Linked DNA regions of Ovis aries: regions 2 and 3 are each linked to region 1. A link is a contact called in public Hi-C data. All regions are on one chromosome and are shown on one strand. Each heading gives the region's core, a stretch centred on a gene start, on an enhancer-like site or on the middle of the called end of the contact. The rest is flanking DNA. Distances are from core to core; before and after follow the strand shown.

Region 1 (3,297 bases), core at 793-3,292:
CACCCTGATGCTGGGAGGGATTGGGGGCAGGAGGAGAAGGGGACGACAGAGGATGAGATGGTTGGATGGCATCACCGACTCAATGGACTTAGGTTTGAGTAAACTCTGGGAGTTGGTGAAGGATGGGGAGGCCTGGCGTGCTGCAGTCCATGGGGTCGCAAAGAGTCGGACACAACCTAGCGACTGAACAGTAACAATCTATAAATCCAAAGCAGTGACGAACACATGATATTTTCAGATATCTGCCACAATTATAATATAATATGGGAAGAGCTGTGATTTCTAATGGTAACAGATACCACTAATACTACTGTCTTCTGAAAACTTCATTCATAATAAAAACAAAATTTATTAGAACTCAGTCAAAATAAGGATGTAACTTTTCTCCCATGGAAGCTCAGTGCCTTCTGAATCCTCTCATGGGCTGCCGGGGCTCCAGAGACCCCAGAACAAGAGCCCCTCCAAAGAGGGCAGACGTGCCTCACACACATTCTACCCGGTCTCCTGTGAGCGTTCCGCCCGACTGCTCCGTCAAGCTAAGTTCTCTGCTATCACTTTGTCATCAGCAAGGATGATTTTCCAAAAAAAAAAAAAAAAAAAGCAATGGTTTTATACACTGGAATATTACACAGCCATTAAAAAGAATGAGATAATGCCATCTGCAGCAACATGGATGGACCTGGAGAGTGCCATGCCGAGTGAAGTGAGTCAGACAGGGAAGGAGGACTATCATGAGATCCTTTATATGCGGAATCTAAAAAGAAATGATGCAAATAAGCTCACAAAACAGAGACGCACAGTCTTAGAGAAGGATCTTAAGGGTACCAGGGGATGGGGGTGAGGGATAGTCAGGGAGTTTGGGACGGACATGTGCACACTGTGATATTTAGAATGGCTAACTAACAAGGACCCACTGTATAGCACACAGAACTTTGCTCAATGTTATGTGGCAGCCTGGATGGAGAGGCGTTTGGGGGAGAATGAAGATATGTATATGTCTGGCTGAGTCTCTTTGCTGCTCACCTGAAATTATCACAACATTCTTAATTGAGTATACCCCAATACAAAATAAAACATTAAAAAAAAAGTGATGTTTCAACAACCTGATCTGATACTATGTAGTATCTTTCTAAAAAGAGCTGAATATAAAGGTCCAATTTGGTATTTTTTTCATCATTTGTGAAGGCTTCCCTGATAGCTCAGTTGGTAAAGAATCCACCTGCAATACAGGTGCCCCCAGTTCGATCCCTGGGTTGGGAAGATCCCTTGGAGAAGGGAAAGGCTACCCACTCCAGTATTCTGGCCTGGAGAATTCCAAGGACTATACAGTCCATGGGGTCGAAAACAGCTGGACATGACTGAGTGACTTTCACTTTCATTTTTCATTTCATCATTTGTAGCTCTGATCACAAATAAGCTATGTGTACATACACACTGCTATACAGACACATACACTGCTGTATTTAAAACAGATAACCAACAAGGACCTACTGCAGAGCACAGGGAACTCCGCTCAATATCCTGTGATAACCTAATTGGGAAAAGAATTTGAAAATGAACAGATACATAGTTGTATAACTGGATCACTTTGCTGTACGTCTGAAACTAACAAAACATTGTTAATGCTGGAGTGCTAACCACACTCCAATATAAAACAAAAATAAAAAATAAGCTAGTCTGTTTGCTTATAAGCAGCCTGACCAGAATGTCTTAAAAAAAAAAATCACTGACTCTCAGTTTGGTACTTAAACCTTCCTGAGCTTTCTGCCAGACCCCACCTCCCTGCTCCCACAGAGGGGTGCAGCCAGCCTTCTGAGTTCTCCAGTGAGAACTCTCTGCAGTCCCCACACTAATCACAGGTATTCTGCCTTTATGAAGTCCCTGCTCTCAAAGCTTTGCTTCTTTTCTCCCATGAGTAAACAGCAGTGAAAAGGGGAAAAAATCAGGAAAGCCAGCTCTGACGGCAGCCAGCAGCGAGGCCTCCAGCCCTCCCCTCCATGCTTAGCGCCTGCTTCTCCTCTCACCAGCTCTTCTGCGTGGAGCACCAGTGGCTCTCAGAGTCCTCCACACAGGCCACTCTCTCTCTCAGCCCAGTGGCTGTAGAGAGAGGAAGCGCTGCATCCCGGCTTGGGCTGGGAGTCAGCCAGCCCAGGGCCGGTCCAGCTTCCTCTCTCCTCCGCCCAGAGGTTTCGGCCAAAACCCTGGGAGTCACCCCTCACTCCTTCCTTCCCCTCAGCCTGCAACATTGGCCACCACGCCTGGCCGGTTCTGCTTCTTCAAGAGTTAAATACTGCCCCACCCCCCCCCACCCCCAGCTCCTCGCTCACGTCATCTCCCACTTGGAGCATCAGGACCACTTCTCTGAGACTCAGCCGCCAGCAGAGCCACACCCGCCATGCAGAGGCCCGAGCTCTGCTAAGGCCCCATCCTCACCGTCTCCCGCGGCTCCTGGGCACGTGCTCTTTGCTTCCAAAGCAGTGGTGCTCCTGTGCTCAGTGGGCCCCTGCACGTCCCTGAAGGAGTGTGTCCACCCCTTTGGAACTTTTCTGAAGGGTTCACCCCTTCCTCCTCTGGATCAGTGATGTTTCCTGCTTATTTCTGCATGAAGTGGCTGCTCCACCAAGGGGCCTCCGATGCCAGACTGGCAGCTCCTGGGTGGAGACAGTGACCACACCTCTGTCCCTCTGCAACCCCTGGGGTCAGCACAGTGCTGGCTCAGAGTGAATGCTTACTGTGTAGAGGCAGGGAGGGAGGGAGAGAGGGAGAGGGAGGGAGAGGGAGATGGAGGGAGAAGGGCACCCGAGCTCTGAGTTTAGGGCAAAGCACAGCCTCATGTGCTAACTGGGGACTCCCCACTCCAAGGCCAGGGTCATTCAGACAGCCCCAGACACTGATGTGTCAGAGAATCACTTTCTCCCTCCTTATTCTGGAGTGGTGAAAACTATGTCATCACCAGCGACAACCGCTCATTTTCCATCTTTTGGAAAAAGGGAATTCAAGGATCCTCAGATTACCTCACCCCAAACTCACTGCCAACCAAGTATGTTGGTGATTTTTCCTATCTCTTGCCTAAGAATTTCAGAGCCGAAACTTAATGAGTACCAAGGCTTCCTCCTCCGGATCAGAGAAATCTTATCCTCTAATTTTACAATGAAGTGTAAAATGAAAGTGAGGATGCTAACATTTCTCATTCATGCTGGTATCTCAGATACAGGTTCAGAATTCTGAGATGCGTGGAAGGCTCCCCACGTTCTCTCATTCATTCATTCATTATTCATTCCCGCCTGGGGTGGGGGG
Region 2 (3,330 bases), core at 267-2,766, 91 kb after region 1:
TTTGCCACAACATCCCATAAAGAGAGAGACCGGAACAAAATCACCGCACTCATTCGCTCACAACTCAGCTCTGCAGGGCGGAGTCTGCGTCACCTAACCTGCTGCTGTTTAAACTGGGACACATTTTCTCATGACAAACCACCTTGAGGAGTGGAGCAGGCCATCATCACCCTTGTCTGTGTCTCTAGTGCCTAACCCAGGGCCTTGCACACTAGGGATAAAGGAAGATCTGCTAACTGACACCTCACATATGAAAAGAATTAGACTAGTCCTCACCCCAAAGAATTATGAGAGCAAGAACAAGTAAGACACCCAGGCCAAGTCCCTCTAACACTGTACAGAATGTCACTGTAAGATAATCACCGCCTAAAGTGTTCTTTTCCCAAACACTCTGACAGCACTGTCTTTAATTATTACTTTGACACCCATAAGAAACTCTGTTAAACAGACAGGAATAACAGCACTATCACACAGCTGAAGAAATGGATGCTCAGAGGGGTAAACACAATTCAGCCAGTCATCCACGTTTCACAAGTGAGGTCATGACATGATATCAGGAACCCTGATCAAAAGTCTGAGGCTAATTTCATCTTCTAGGATACCTTCCTCAAAAATCTGAGGATCTAAATTTCAAGAAGTACTGTAAAAGAACCTAGAGTCACATGAAAAGGATACAAAGAATCACAGAAATTTATAAGACACGATCTCAATACTGACCCATAAGAGACAGTGCCTTTTTCAGGTCATGATAACTAGGATGTCCTATTCGGCACAGGCCTTGCCAGAACCTCTATGACACCAAATCTCTGTGAAACAAATGGCGTAACACTCTGCCTTACCTCAGATCACACTCGCAAAACACAGCATGTGCCTATTGCTGTGTAGAGTGACTATTACAAACTCATTCTTTCTTTGGTGTTTCTCGTAGTCCGAAAATCAGAATGTTATTGTCACATGCTGCTCACATGCAAAAAAGGGACGTATCCAGTGGCCTAGTTTCCTATATTACCTAATCATGGGTATTCCAAGAGGTCACAACCAGAGGAGCCCTGAAAAGGACACTAAAAATAGATGGACACTGTGTATCTTTACATCATTTGGCTAATGACTGGACTGCTGCACACGTGGGCCATTCAGGGAAGTGTCATCTCCATTCCCAGGGGTTCTGGAAGGCAACGACCCTCTGTGAGTCCCCACCCCTCAGCTCACTTCTTCAACTTCGCATCTCCAAAGTTCACAGTCACAATAACAATAAGGAAAGGTGAGTAGGAACTACAGTACTATAATAACACTGTGACTCCAAGGACTTTGCCCCAGCCGAATCCTTCCAGTCTTTACTGCCAGGACCAGGGTTGGGCTGGGGTCCCAAAGCCTTCCAAGGACCAAAGGGACGCTCACCCTCAGCCCCTCGCTCCGCTTCCAGAACCTGGAAGGGCGGCACGCCAGAGGCAGTCTTGCGTCACTGAGAAGGCTTTCTCCGCGGCCTCTGGGGATAGTTTGGATTGACTGCTTCCTACTGCTGTGGTTAACGGTTGTGTTTCCTGGTCAGGAGGTCTATGAGACAGCGATCTACACATCCACGGGCTAGCAGGCTATCGGTGGGGGTAAACACATAACTCCCAGGCTAACAAACATCGGCATTTAGGATGTCACGATCCTGTAGGAACGGGCCAGCAATTTTAGAAGCACTTGGGCTGCTGTGGTTTCTTGGATCGCCATGTCTGCTGAGCTGCTCGTGGAACAATGATGCCCTCTACAGCCCTCAGGGAGAATTCAAGGGACAGAATGAGCTCTTGTATCTGTGAGAGATCCTGAATCTGCTTTTCTACTAAGATTTTTTTTTTACACTAGCATAAGTTAATAATATACATGTGTTTGTATGCATGTTGGAAAAAAATTCAAGTACCATAGTCTACACAGTCTAACAGTAAGGTCCTAATTAAAATAAAACAAAATGATGTCCAAAGAATTAACATCACTATACTGAAACAATTTACTTTCCTAAAGGCCTCATAGAAGCAAACTCTATACAACGTCATTTTGGCTATTAACAAAGGCTATTTTCAAAAGAATCACTTAAAATATTTTCAAAGTGGAACTCCTAAAAGGAGAAACAGGTTGAGATGAATTTTTTTTGAAAGAAAAGAAATAAACCACAAATTGGAGATTATAACATTTCCTGTCTGGGACTGAAAAAAGACCAGTATGAAATAACTCTAAGCTTGAGTGACTTCCCTGTTCTCCGTAAGACATGAGGAAAGAAATTTCTCATTTTTGTAATAAGGAAAATGAGGGATACTGGGCGCCTCAGAAAGGTTCCAAATTACTCAAGGCAGATACACAAGAAGCACAGCACAGGTCCTTCATCTTGGGAAATGTTGCTAAGAGCAATATGCTGTGAGAGGGTGTGTATATAACACACGGCAGTGTGTACCTGCGCACAGTCAAAGGAACAACGTGAGAGGGTAATCAATGCAGGAAAAGTTTAGATCTTGTGTGAAAATAAAAGCAAGCCTTTGGTCAAGCCTGGGAAAAGTTGATGCGTACAGACTATGCAAGAAAAGGTGAGAGGGCACAGGAAGAGAGAAAACCACAGGCCAGATCTCTGCAGGAAATGCAAATTCATCAGTTTCATAGAAACAGGCGGACACGTTCCCAAGTTTCAAGATGAAAATATAGGTCAGAGTTAAAGAGGAAGGGGAAAAGAGTTATCAGAGTGCCTTGAAGTCAGCTGGCAAGTTTAGATTAGATCTCATTTAACAGAATTACTTCTGATCGCTTAGGCAAGGAAATAACATGGTAAAAATGGTGTTAAGAAAACATTACCCTGGCACTTCTCTAGAGGCACTGGAATGGCAGCACAAGAAAGGCATGGAGGTCATGCTGAGACCAGTGCAGAAATAGAAACAGCAAGGATGACAAAGGCTGAATTATAAGAAAAGGAGAGAGAAGCAGCAAGTCCAGGACACTTTGTTGAGGATGGATGCATTACACACAACGGTGAGGGAAGGACAAGGAGACAGCATAGGCTGGTAAGTCCAGGGACATCCAAAGCAAAAGCCAATTTAGAAGAAAACAGGATAAACTGAATTTTTAGTGTGCAGTTTCAGGGATCAATTTAGGCATAGACTTCAGCAGGCAGGTGGAAAGTTGAAACTGAAAAGAGGGTTTGAGAAGCCAGGATTGTATTTAAACACTGTCTAATCACCGCCCCCCACCCCCGCCCAAAAAAAAAGATGCGCTGACACACGTGGAAAGGAATGGGGGAAATAAAGCCCAGAAAACTGGGTGTCTGGCCAGAGGCAGAGATAACACTTGGAAGTTTCATTT
Region 3 (3,078 bases), core at 54-2,553, 120 kb before region 1:
CTCCTTGTTGTCTTGTTTCTTAGCAACTTATTCAAATCTCCAGTACGTACATGAGTTTGCAACCCACCAATTCCACACCCATCATTCTACAGGGACTTCAAACATTTCTCAAGACTGGTAGAGCTTTTGGCATGCAGGCACTTAGGGAAGTTGGGTGGGTGAGGAGGAGGGGCAGCAGCCCCTTACAAAGCACGCAGCCTCCGAGAAAGCCAGCCATCTGAACACTGCCTAAAATCTGTAGAGCAAACGGTTGTAACGGACCTTTGGATGGAAGGCATGTGAAAAGTTTAGCATGGAGGGAAAATGTTATTCATGAAAAAATGAAGCCAAGGCAACAAAGAGTCTTCATGTCCTGATCTGAAAACAGGAATACAGAGGCCTGGGCTAGATTTGGAGCAGCCGCTGGCCCATTGTAGGAGGGCCAGAACCTGGTTCTAGTGCCAAGAGTTCAAGAGTAGTTACCGTGTAAGAATACATAATCTCTGGACATGCATACAATTAGCATGGTAATCTATAAGGCAAATATTCCTGAGAATTCCCCTTGGTAAACTTCTAGAGACACGTTTCTACCCTCTCTGCCGAGGCGAGGTGCCAAGCTGCTCCAGTCTAAATACGTTAAAAAAAAAAATGTTAGACCCAAACACAGCTAACCTAGTTTTCAACTTTAGGAAGATGTTTTTAATAGTGCACATGGAAAGTGATGATTCTTGGGTTTTCTAGGGGAGGAGGAGTAGGCCTCTGGGTTCCGAAATGTCCTGCTTCTATCTGGTGGCGGGGGGCGGGGAGTTGCTGGGGGGTGGTTCGGTGGGGGGGGGGGCGCTAAGTGCCTGTGTTGTGACTCCCATGCTGGTCTCTGATCCCTCCCCCGTGGCCCTTGATTTTATGGCACCAAAGACATTTGTCTCTGGTGCAGTGTGTGTGCAGGGAGGCAGTTCCGCAGCGTGGGTCCCAGTGGTTAAAAGTGGTACATAAATAGTCAAACGTCCAGGGTCCTCTACCAGCTCAGCCCAGCCTCTCTGCACTTTTGGTAAATGAGTAGAAAGGCATCTTGTTCAGGCTTGCTCTGTGTGAACCGGACGGTTGTGCTTGGCTGGCTTCTCGGTATTCTATCTATTAACCTCGCCACCCTTTTGTAACTGGTGCATTTAATTATCAGTGGGATGCTTTTCAGACAGGTAGGGGTAACGATGGGAAAGGGGGTGGGGGCATCTCATTGAGAGTCTTCAATCTGGATCCGAGCTTTGGGGCCCCGCTTGCTGAGTCTTTGAGGTGGGGTTTCATGAGAAAATCACCCTTTGTAACCAGATCAGACTCTATTGAAATGTCAAGCCCTGCAGACTAAATTGCTTTCTATGACTGAGGTTTCAGCTGTCCGCCATGGGGTGGCTGTCCCTGCTGTGTGCCTCACTTTGCCCAAACCCCGCCACACACGTGAGTTGTCGGGGTGAGCACGTGTGTACCCACACATGGCATTTCTGGAGCCTTTATGTAATATGTTTGTGCCTGGAATATATTCTACTCTGGCCACCCAGACGCAGGCAGGACAATAGTGTGGCCGGATTGACTGAAACGAGGATTACAGGGAATAATGCTGCCGCCTCACAAATAGTGCAGATACAGGGCCAGCCACAGGATGCGACCGTCGAGTCAGCAGAGCCCAGGGCCCCAGCCTGACCGGGGTGATGACTGCATACAATGGCCCCCCGGGCACACTGGGCACTCCCAGGGTGTGCCCCTGCCGCCCGCCGGGGCCTCTGGACGTTGCATGCATGCCATTTGCAGGGTGGGTTTTCTGTGTCCGTCAGCTTGGCAGGAGGGGAAACAGCCACTTCTCAGAGCTTGGTTTGGCTGCCACTGTTGCCAGGAAAAGGAAGCTCCCAGCTGTCAGCACAATCACCCTTGTTTCTCACATCCCCCCTTCTTAATGTGGCAGTTAAGTGCTTGCCACTCTGCCCAGTGCCAAGGTAACCCCCGCAGGCGGGATGGGTGTGGAACCCGGGCCTCCCGCAGCCCAGGTGCCAGGGGCAGGGGCAGGCACAGGAGCGCTTTGAGGCCAGGACCCTCCTCGAAGTAGAATCCCAGGACATCCTCTCCAAAGGGCCTTCTGAAAGCTGACCATTGTGCCTTCCTGCTGCACAGAATGGAGACCCACCTCCCAGGTTGCCAGGTTCCCTGGAGCTGGGGAGGGGCAGAGCCACTCACTCGGTGAGCCCAAACTGAAGGCCTGATCCTGCCCATCCCTCCTGCTTTGCCCCCTGGCTGTTCTTCTGGAAAAAAAGGAAAAATAGATGAATGCCAGGTAGCTTTATATAAGAATCCTGTTCTCATAGCTTGAAACCAAGAAAAATCCAGGTGTGTGCAGTTTTCTTTTGTGTTTCTTTGGGGGTGGGGGTGTTTGTATGAACTTATCAGTAAGTTGGAACACCTGCCAGTCATCTCACCTGCCCCCCGTGCCACGCTGTGAGGAGGGACCTGGGACTCTGCCTCCCTTGGGGTTAGGTTGGCAGCGGCCATTTGGGTGTGAATGATTGTAGCAGAATGCCAGTTTGGGACCTGGTACCTGGCCTTGACGGCATAAAGTGCGCATGCATGGTCTGGACCCTGGAGTTTGGATGTACCTTCTGGGATGCACAGAGGTTAAACGTGGGCCTGGGAAAAGTTAAAGCTCTCTGGCAACTAATAATCATTGCCAAATGATCTCGATTGCTGATCTATAGTGTGGGGACGGAGTGGGGGGCGAGAGTGCCTAATAGGGGCCTCCAAAGGATTCTTTGCCTTGAAGGTTGGGTGGGGAGGAGTCCTCCTGCCCCAGGAGGTGAGTCCTAGAACTGTGGTCCCTGCTCTGAAGCCTGGGAGTGAGATGGTCCAAGATGGCTAATGCTGCAGCCCCCAGCCCACCTCTGTCACCTAGAAGGCGGTTCGTGGGAAGACCCAGATGCGGGCCCTCCTTCCCTTCGAGGCGGGGCGTGTTGGCTAGCGGCTTCTGAGGTCTCCTAGTTCTGGGAGGATGAGTCTGAAGGCAGCCTGGCCTCCTAGGACCTAATGTGAAAACGATGCCACCCCCTCCCTTGAGCATTA

What was found. Hi-C and Micro-C count contacts between places; a contact is called where the count stands out from the background.
Region 2: a contact with region 1 is called in a Hi-C map of tail adipose tissue, with 5 times the contacts expected there. The contact joins two enhancer-like sites. A contact is called at or near these places in 3 of 16 Hi-C or Micro-C datasets (omental adipose tissue, skin fibroblasts and tail adipose tissue).
Region 3: a Hi-C map of liver shows a contact between it and region 1, with 2.4 times the contacts expected there. The contact joins two enhancer-like sites. A contact is called at or near these places in 4 of 16 Hi-C or Micro-C datasets (liver, omental adipose tissue, skin fibroblasts and 1 more).

Annotation. Positions count from the first base shown.
Region 1 is chr13:3,677,261-3,680,557 of ARS-UI_Ramb_v3.0, reverse strand. The region is part of intron 2 of SLX4IP (SLX4 interacting protein); the gene reads right to left. Among named protein-coding and RNA genes, the nearest start is that of JAG1, 120 kb to the left of the region's middle. Within about 2 kb of position 2,042, at least 18 of the 54 cell types and tissues checked have an H3K27ac peak or open chromatin away from gene starts, as enhancers often do. A contact at or near this core is called in tail adipose tissue, where this site is marked.
Region 2 is chr13:3,585,662-3,588,991 of ARS-UI_Ramb_v3.0, reverse strand. All of the region lies in intron 2 of SLX4IP (SLX4 interacting protein), which reads right to left. Among named protein-coding and RNA genes, the nearest start is that of SLX4IP, 42 kb to the right of the region's middle. Within about 2 kb of position 1,516, at least 31 of the 54 cell types and tissues checked have an H3K27ac peak or open chromatin away from gene starts, as enhancers often do. A contact at or near this core is called in tail adipose tissue, where this site is marked.
Region 3 is chr13:3,792,731-3,795,808 of ARS-UI_Ramb_v3.0, reverse strand. All of the region lies in intron 2 of JAG1 (jagged canonical Notch ligand 1), which reads left to right. Among named protein-coding and RNA genes, the nearest start is that of JAG1, 6.5 kb to the left of the region's middle. Within about 2 kb of position 1,303, at least 3 of the 54 cell types and tissues checked have an H3K27ac peak or open chromatin away from gene starts, as enhancers often do.